Regions from separate parts of the Ovis aries genome. Here region 2 is linked to region 1. Evidence: chromatin contacts called from public Hi-C data. All regions are on one chromosome and are shown on one strand. The core of a region is the stretch at or near the end of the contact, and the rest is flanking DNA. Distances in the headings are between cores, read along the strand shown.

What was found. A called contact is a pair of places that touch in the nucleus more often than the background predicts.
Region 2: a contact with region 1 is called in a Hi-C map of tail adipose tissue, with 3 times the contacts expected there. The contact joins two enhancer-like sites. A contact is called at or near these places in 4 of 16 Hi-C or Micro-C datasets (hypothalamus, muscle, skin fibroblasts and 1 more).

Annotation. Positions count from the first base shown.
Region 1 is chr8:26,066,377-26,070,203 of ARS-UI_Ramb_v3.0, reverse strand. All of the region lies in intron 12 of FYN (FYN proto-oncogene, Src family tyrosine kinase), which reads right to left. Among named protein-coding and RNA genes, the nearest start is that of TRAF3IP2, 67 kb to the left of the region's middle. Within about 2 kb of position 2,198, at least 10 of the 54 cell types and tissues checked have an H3K27ac peak or open chromatin away from gene starts, as enhancers often do. A contact at or near this core is called in tail adipose tissue, where this site is marked.
Region 2 is chr8:26,367,580-26,371,717 of ARS-UI_Ramb_v3.0, reverse strand. REV3L (REV3 like, DNA directed polymerase zeta catalytic subunit) reads right to left here. Exons shown (of 32, transcript XM_060419486.1): 19 at 308-423. Among named protein-coding and RNA genes, the nearest start is that of MFSD4B, 99 kb to the left of the region's middle. Within about 2 kb of position 2,662, at least 4 of the 54 cell types and tissues checked have an H3K27ac peak or open chromatin away from gene starts, as enhancers often do. A contact at or near this core is called in tail adipose tissue, where this site is marked.

The sequences.
Region 1 (3,827 bases), core at 949-3,448:
ACACTAATTATGTGAGGTAATTATTTTTATTATCTCCATTTTACGGATGCTAAAAAATGAGGCTCAGAAAGGTTAACTGATTTGCCTGGGGACACACCAACCTTGTAAGAAATAGCTAGTTCAAACTCGGGCTTCCTGACTGCCAGCCACAGCTTCCACAGCCTCACCATGCTGCCTTAGTGGCCTAAAGAGAAGTAAAACCCTACACAACACAGGGACTATGTATTCTATCTTTAAAGATAAGGCCACAAAACCTGCTGGGCAGTACAGGTCTGTCCTAAGACCAATTCCACTACTAGAACTATACCCAGAAGAGAGGAGGACATGAGCACCACCACAGCAGCTACTTTCATAAAGTCTCCCAGTTAGAAATACCAGGAGAATGGATACATGGACCTATCTGTAAATGGACTACGACTCAGCAAAGAAAAGGAAGGACCTACTGTTTTACGCAGCAACATGGATGAATCTCACAATGACGCAGAAGAAACCAGACACAAAAGACTGGTACTGAATGATTTGTTTATATGAAGATCAGTTACAGGGAAAAGGAATCTCTGGCGGCAGAAGTAAAACAGGGTCTACTTTTGGGAGTGCTGACTGTCTAGAAGGGGATGAGGAGGTCTTTAGGGGGCTGGCAGTGTTTGTTATCCTCATCTGTGGGTAATTTCAAGGGCATCCCCATATGTAAAAATTCCCTGAGTTGTATACTTCAGACCTATTCATTTTATTGTACATATATTATGACTCAATAAAAAAAATGTGTCCACAAAAGCAAATCATTCTGATACGTAAGCTATGTCTATCTGAGCTTGTTAGGTTTAAATCAGTATTCGTCAGCACCGAGCTTCCTAAAAGCTCAGGAAGAAACTTTTTTTCAAGAATTCTCGCATGGTCTGTCTGTGTGGGACCTCTGGGGAACTGGTGGCAGGAGGGGCTGTGATCAGACCTCAAGGGAGGGTGCAGGCAGCATGGGGGTGAGAGGCCATGGTTGGCTGAGGGGTGGTGATGTGGGGAGGAGTCCTCAGAGGTGAGGACCCGTGGCCATGGGACCGGGTGAGGGCACCCCCACTGACCTCTCTGGGCTTGGACATCAAACTCGGCCACAACTACCTTAAGCTCAACAAATCCCAAACCAAACCAAACTCACCCTTGTTCTTGGAAAAGAAAACCTTCCTGACTCACTCACGCCTGTTGCTGGCAACTGCATCGTCATGACCACTCATATCTGACCACAGGGAATTAGCTCTGATCCTTCTCTCCCTTTCCCGGATGGTGGCTGGGCCTTTCCACGTGTCTCTGGCCAATCTGGAATTTGTTTATTCCTCAAGAACTTAGTCTTGTCCAGACAGAATAACAAGAGTCCTTTTTGTTTACCAGTTGCTACATGCCAGGTACTGTGCTAAACAATTTACATGTGCTGTTTCACTTAATCTTTGCAAAAACAAAAGCACAAAACAGGGAAAATATGTTTCCACTTTACAGACAAGCAAGCAAAGGTGTGGAAAAGTTAGGTAATGTGCCCAAGGCCCCAGAGCTGGTGGGCGATGGGGTGGGTTTCAGATCTCATCTGACTCCATGCTGGCAGCTTGCCCCGGTTTAGTCTTTGGCTTCTTTCGCTCAGGAGCTCCTATCAAAGCCCCTTCACTTTGAAGGGCACTCAAATAATGACGGTTGCCATTACCTGGAGATCCAGATTGGACAGAAGACCTAACTGCTGTCACTGGGGGACATGCAGAGGTAAGAAAATGAATGATACCAAATGATTGCTAGTTGCCTCCAGAATGCTACTGGCAGAGGACCACCATCACCAACTCTGGGCCTGGTCTTGACCTTCTCCCTGATACGGGGCTGCCGCTTACAATCCAGTGGGGCAGGGAGGGGAAGACAAAGGAACTCAGGAGCAGCTGTTTAACCCAGGTCCCAAATCCCATTCTGCAGGTGCCTGGGGAAATGCCAGCTCATCCACCAGATAGGAGGAGGGAGAGACATTTCAGCGAGCCCTTAGATGGGAACCTCACCACTGTGTTGAGAAACAACAGTTACCCACAGTCTGAAAATACCTGTGATCGGCACACACTTCTCAACACTGCCCACACTTCCATAAACAAGATGCGGCCTGGCTGAGGCCTGTGGGGAACATAAAACCGGGCTTATAAATATTTTCAGGCACACGGAGCAGCTGTCTGGAAGCACTGACTAATTCCCTGCAGAAACTTCAGCATGAAGCATGCATGCCATCTGCAGAGCACGCCAGTGGATACACACTGGGCCCTTCCTGCCTCGTAAAGCGGCCTGGGCACAGGGCAGACCCCTGGAGGTGTTCTGTAAACAGCTGGGCTGACCTGGAGCTAGCAGATGAAGGTCTTCCAACTCCCCTCATATGCACTTTAGAAGCTGCCTCTTAAAAGTGCTTCTATAAAATAAAGGGGAAAAGGAGCTTATGACTAATCCTCTCAATTTTTAAATTTTTCTCTTCTTTCAATCACTGTCCTGATGAGAGACAGTCAGCATAGCATAAAAGGGTAGATGCAACAGGACCAGCCATGCCTGAATCCAAATGCTGACTCTGCCCCTTGACTAGCTGTGTGGCTTTGTCTGTTACTCAGCCTCTCTGAGCCTGTATCTATCTTTCCCACTCCACTCCTCACATTTGCCCGCTTGGACCTGGCACTGGGTAGGTTTCCTATAAACACCCCTGCTCCTTCTTTGTCCTCTGTTGCAATATTTCTTTTATTCTCCTGGCCAGTCCCAGGGCCTCAGTCTTTGTTTTTTCCTCCCCAGTTTAATTCTCTAGTCCATAGGGTTGCAAAGAGTTGGACATGACTGAAGCAACTTAGCACACAGAAGATACTTGTAAAAGGGAAGAGAGAAGAAAAAAGAATTGGAAGAGGGAAGGGTGGAATATTCTATTTGGAAATTAAGGGTGTGAAGCTGGCCCTCTGAAGGGCATCAGGACAACATCTGGGAAGGTGATGGAGCTGGAGAGGACACCACCAGAAAGACAATCGGGAGGAAGGCAGGACAGGAGGGCTGGGGTTCAGGGCAGCCGCACAGCCCTGCTCCACAGCAGCAGCACACTTTGAGGGGACTGCAGCGAGGGCTCCTGACGTGCCTTCCCCCAGACGCCAATCACCCAGGGGCACAGCCTGGGCATCTCACCCCATGAACTAAACACCCAGCCCTGTCAACAGCACCCCTGCCAGCACGCTCGGGCTTCAGGCCCTGCCAACGTTCTCATTTATTGATGACTCAAGTGTGCTAATGACAAATTCCAGACAGTCCAGAGCCTGGGGGAATGGGAGAAACAAATCCTGAACTGCTCCCTCCAGCCCCAAAACACTCACACACAGAAGCATGCTGACGCGACTCACTCCTTCCTAAACCAAAGACTCATGTCTCTCAACCTTCACCCGCTCGCCTCTCCTTCTGGGTCTGTGAGCTGGGATCTGACAGGTTTGCCTCGGGGTAAACTCTCTCATTTAGGGCCAGGTCTCAGACCCGGGGGCACTTCAGACCCTCTCAGCTCATCCTGACTAAAATCGTGCCCAGAGTCCTCTCTGGACTGCAGCGCCAATCAAAGCTGCCCACGTGCCTTTGATTAGTGATACGGCATACCATCTGGCCCTGCACTGTGTGTGTGTGCGTGTAAGTGTGTGCATATGCACATGTGCATGTGTGTGATGAATGGGCATGCTCAAAGTGTCGGCCTTTGGCTCCAAGACAAGAACTGCCACATGTTGGGGAAATTCAAATAGCCGAGCTGTCTGACCGACATGTAATTTAGCCGACAGTATCTGTAGTGGCCGACAGTATCTGTAGTGGCA
Region 2 (4,138 bases), core at 1,413-3,912, 300 kb before region 1:
AATGTTCTAAAAAGACCTATGTATGTATATGAAAAATGACTGAAAGAAAAATAAACAACAGATATACTAACAGTATCTATAGCAGTGTTTACAGCATTTTTCTTTCACTTTTCTTGATTTTCAAATTTTTATATAATGGAGTTATGATAATATCTAGAACTTACACAATTCTTACACAATTTACATTTTTACTTACAAAATTTACAATATTTAGAACTTACACAAATTAGACTAAAACAATAATCTTGTCTTTATTTATTCGTAATTTGCTCTGTAGCTGAACAAAAAAACATTCGCAGTGTCCTACCTGGCACCCGAGAGATCATCTGGCATAAGTCGACACTTAGTGCAGCAGCCCTCTGTAAGAGGTAACCCCAGGAATGCATCTGAATCTCATATCCTAGAAGAATATCAGGGTCATACCTGAAGAAGAAATGAAAAAATTAAACCTTTAAATAGAAGACTTGCTTCTTCATTAAACAAATTACAAAATTAAAAATCTATTTTTTATTATATTTCTGAGGTGGGAAAGGGTGATATAGTGTTTACCTATAGAATTTCTATATAGGAAGGAATGGGGCATTTAGAGTTCTAAGTTTGAAGCTACTTTTGTAAAACAAAAGTAGTTTCTACTTAGGTGTTTACTTGATATGACTTGGCAAGTGAAGTGAAGTGAAGTCTCTCAGTCGTGTCCGACTCTTTGTGACCCCATGGGCTGTAGCCTGACAGGCTCCTCTGTCCATGAGATTTCCCAGGCAATAGTCCTGGAGTGGATTGCCATTTCCTTCTCCAGGGGATCTTCCCAAACCAGGGATTGAACCCGGGTCTCCCACATTGTAGACAAACGCTTTACCGTCTGAGCCACCCTGCTAAAACTTGGGGTGGGAGGCAAGCATTGCCAGTGAGGGTATGAATGAGGGTAAAATTGAGATATACTGTGGGTAGGGGTGGGGTGAAGTATGAGGGCATGTGTGGATAGTGTATTGTGAAAATGATCTCCCAGGTCCTTCTGTTGTCACTTTCTACCCTCTATGCTCTACTGTCCTTAAACAGTTGTAACGCTGAGAAAAAATGGAAACTTCTTCCTTTTCCATCCAATTTTAGTAAAGACTTTGTCCTCACATAAAGAAAGGCCTCGACAACTACAAGTTTGCCTCTAAACTTAAGAGGAAGGTGACTAGTTTAATGGAAGAATGAAATATTAATAGGGGTGAGACTAATGTGGGGAAGCTAAACAGCAAAAACTAGGCAAAAAACATGCTTGCTGTGGTCACACGGTTGTACTGGTAGACTGAACTGACAATCTGCGTCTAACTCAGAAGGAGCCACTTTGTACTTCTGAGGAATTTCACAGTGACCACCACAAAAAAAAGTTTGATTATAGAACACAAAAAAATAGCATGAAGATTTACTTTCATAGGAAAACTGTGTGGGCAAGACAAGAACTGACTACAGTCTTAAGTGGAGAACAAAAACTTCTGAGCAAAAAATACTGCAGTGCTATCAAATCAGAAGCTCTAAATTACTTTGATTGTTGTGCTGTGCTGTGCTTAGTCAGTCAGTCATGTCTGACTCTTCGAGACCCCATGGACTGCAGCCCGCTAGGCTCCTCTGTCCATGGGGATTCTCCAGGCAAGAATACTGGAGTGGGTTGCCATGCCATCCTCCAGGGGATCTTCCCAACCCAGGGACTGAACCCAGGTCTCCTGAACTGCAGGCGGATTCTTTATTGTTTGAGCCACCAGTGAAGCCCAAGAATACTGGAGTGGGTAGCATACCCCTTCTCCAGGGGAACTTTCCAACACAAGTATCAAACTGGCGTCTCCTGCATTGCAGGCAGATTCTTTACCAGCTGAGCTATCAGGGAAGCCCCTGACTGTTGTATTTATAAAAGCCAACAAGCAGAGTGAAAGATCACAAAAATCTGTGAAGTTGGGTTTCACGTAACTGCCTTCAAAGTCATTCTGAATTATGGAATGACCAACCTGCCCAGATTATATCACTTAACATTCAAGTATCATCCAGCGTCTGTAGTATAAGACTATCTCAGTCTACTAATGTAAGCAGTATTTGGCTACTCTGCAATTGTGGCACAGATCAGATCTATGGTACTTCAATGCATCATGGACAGATCAGATCTATGTTTAGAACCATTTTCTAATATTCTGTCATTCTTCCATAGCCATTTTCATTAAAAGGGTATTTAATTACCTTAGTTTGTACTTTGACAACAAAAATAAGAGTATCACAAATATGTCTCCTTATTTTTAATCCTGAAGGATTTAGTGGCTGACGTTGAACTAGGTTTGAACCTCTGCAATAATATTCTTTTCATTTTCCTATTCATTAATGGCCCTATAAAATACATTCCCTAATGTAAATTTCAATATCTGGTGATCTGCTTTTGATCCATTATTACACTACAACTTACAAAGTAGCCTTCAAACTTGTTAGGAGAAAAAGATAACATACGCTTTCCTCTATATAAAAAGGACAGAAATTTCTGAGAAAACCACTTAATAAAACTTATTAATTTAATACAACAGCCAAATGGATCTTTTCCCCAACCTATAAAAGTGTTTTCTTGGTAGAAAGTGCAATGTGGCTGGTAATTCTGGAACAAAGAGTGGGATTACAACATAAGTGTGGAGAAGCTAAAGAAAGCAAAGCATTATGCAACAATGTGGCTAAGACTCAGGCTCAGAGATCAGAGGTTAAGTGTAGACTGATTCTTTAAAAGGAAGTCCAGAAAGGTCCTAGAACCTTTAAAAAAAGTCCCCAAACCATTCCTGCTCATTAGTCTTCTAAAGTAATATCCAGTATCTTAACACATCTTTTTGTTGATACCAACTTCATCAACTCTTCCATTAACGTCAATCTCTTCTCAGAGCAAAGATGAACTAGCTGTATGATGAGTGTATCTTCCTATAAAATCACGTAATGTCTAAACTTGAAAAACTTGGGCAGAAGTGTCAAGCGTCTCTAAAGATCATCAAGGATAGGAGATGTGAAGGATTCCCATACACACACAAAAGAACCCACAGCTGATAGCTTTAACACTTCTCATTTAGAACAGGCATTGCAATTTGGTGACAGTTAACTCTGAACTTTCATTTTCATACTATTGGAGATCAAACCAGTCAATCCTAAAGGACATCAACCCTAAACATTCACTGTAAGGGCTGTTGCTGAAGCTCCAATACTTTGGCTACTTGACGTGAAGAGCCGACTCATTGGAAAAAACCCTGATGCTGGGAAAGACTGAAGGCAATAGGAGAAGGGGATGGCAGAGGATGAGATGGTTAGATAGCATCACAGACTCAGTGGACATGAATCTGAGCAAACTCTGGGAGACAATCAAGGACAGGGAAGGCTGGCATGCTGCAGTCCATGGGGTTGCAAAGAGTCAGACACGACTTGGCGACTAGACGACGACAAGCATTCTGAACTTAAGAGAAGACTTTGGAAGGTTGCTGGAGTACCTATCATATACATCTCTAAGCATGAAGAGGATGCCAAATTATTACAGAGCTCTTCTGTTATAACTGTTACACAGTTCTTCCAATTTCTTCATCTGAATTTCTTTGACTCATGTAACATCTTATTATTGTAAGAATCATCTTTCCAATCAGCAACTTGCTCTGTTGTGGTAAATGGTTAATAGATTTGACTAAATATACTTATTTTTTAATAGCTATGAAAATTTTTTCTCAATTAACAAGTGTCTCTTGTAAACTACTATTGCTCAGAGATGACTGCTGAAAAAAACAAAAAGTTACCCTTAATGCTTCTCTTAATAGATTTATTGAAGATTTGGTTCTTTTAGAAAACCTGTGTCATTTCAACATTTTCAGATCTATCATGTATATTTATGTTTTGACCCAAAGGTTGTTCGGTCTTACAAGACTCTCAAAGCTGATAAGATATCTGTTTCAAGTTCAAAGTTCCAAGGATTCCGTATTTCTTCTGAGAAAATTTTGGTGACAGTAACAAAACCTTACTGACTTGTTCTTTAATTTTTATAAATTTTACTCACTCTACCAGGTTTCTGAAAGTTACACAAAGAACAAGGTTGAGTAAATGCAATTAGTAGTGAAGAACAAAATTGTGGAGAAAATGGAAGCACCAGAAATATGAA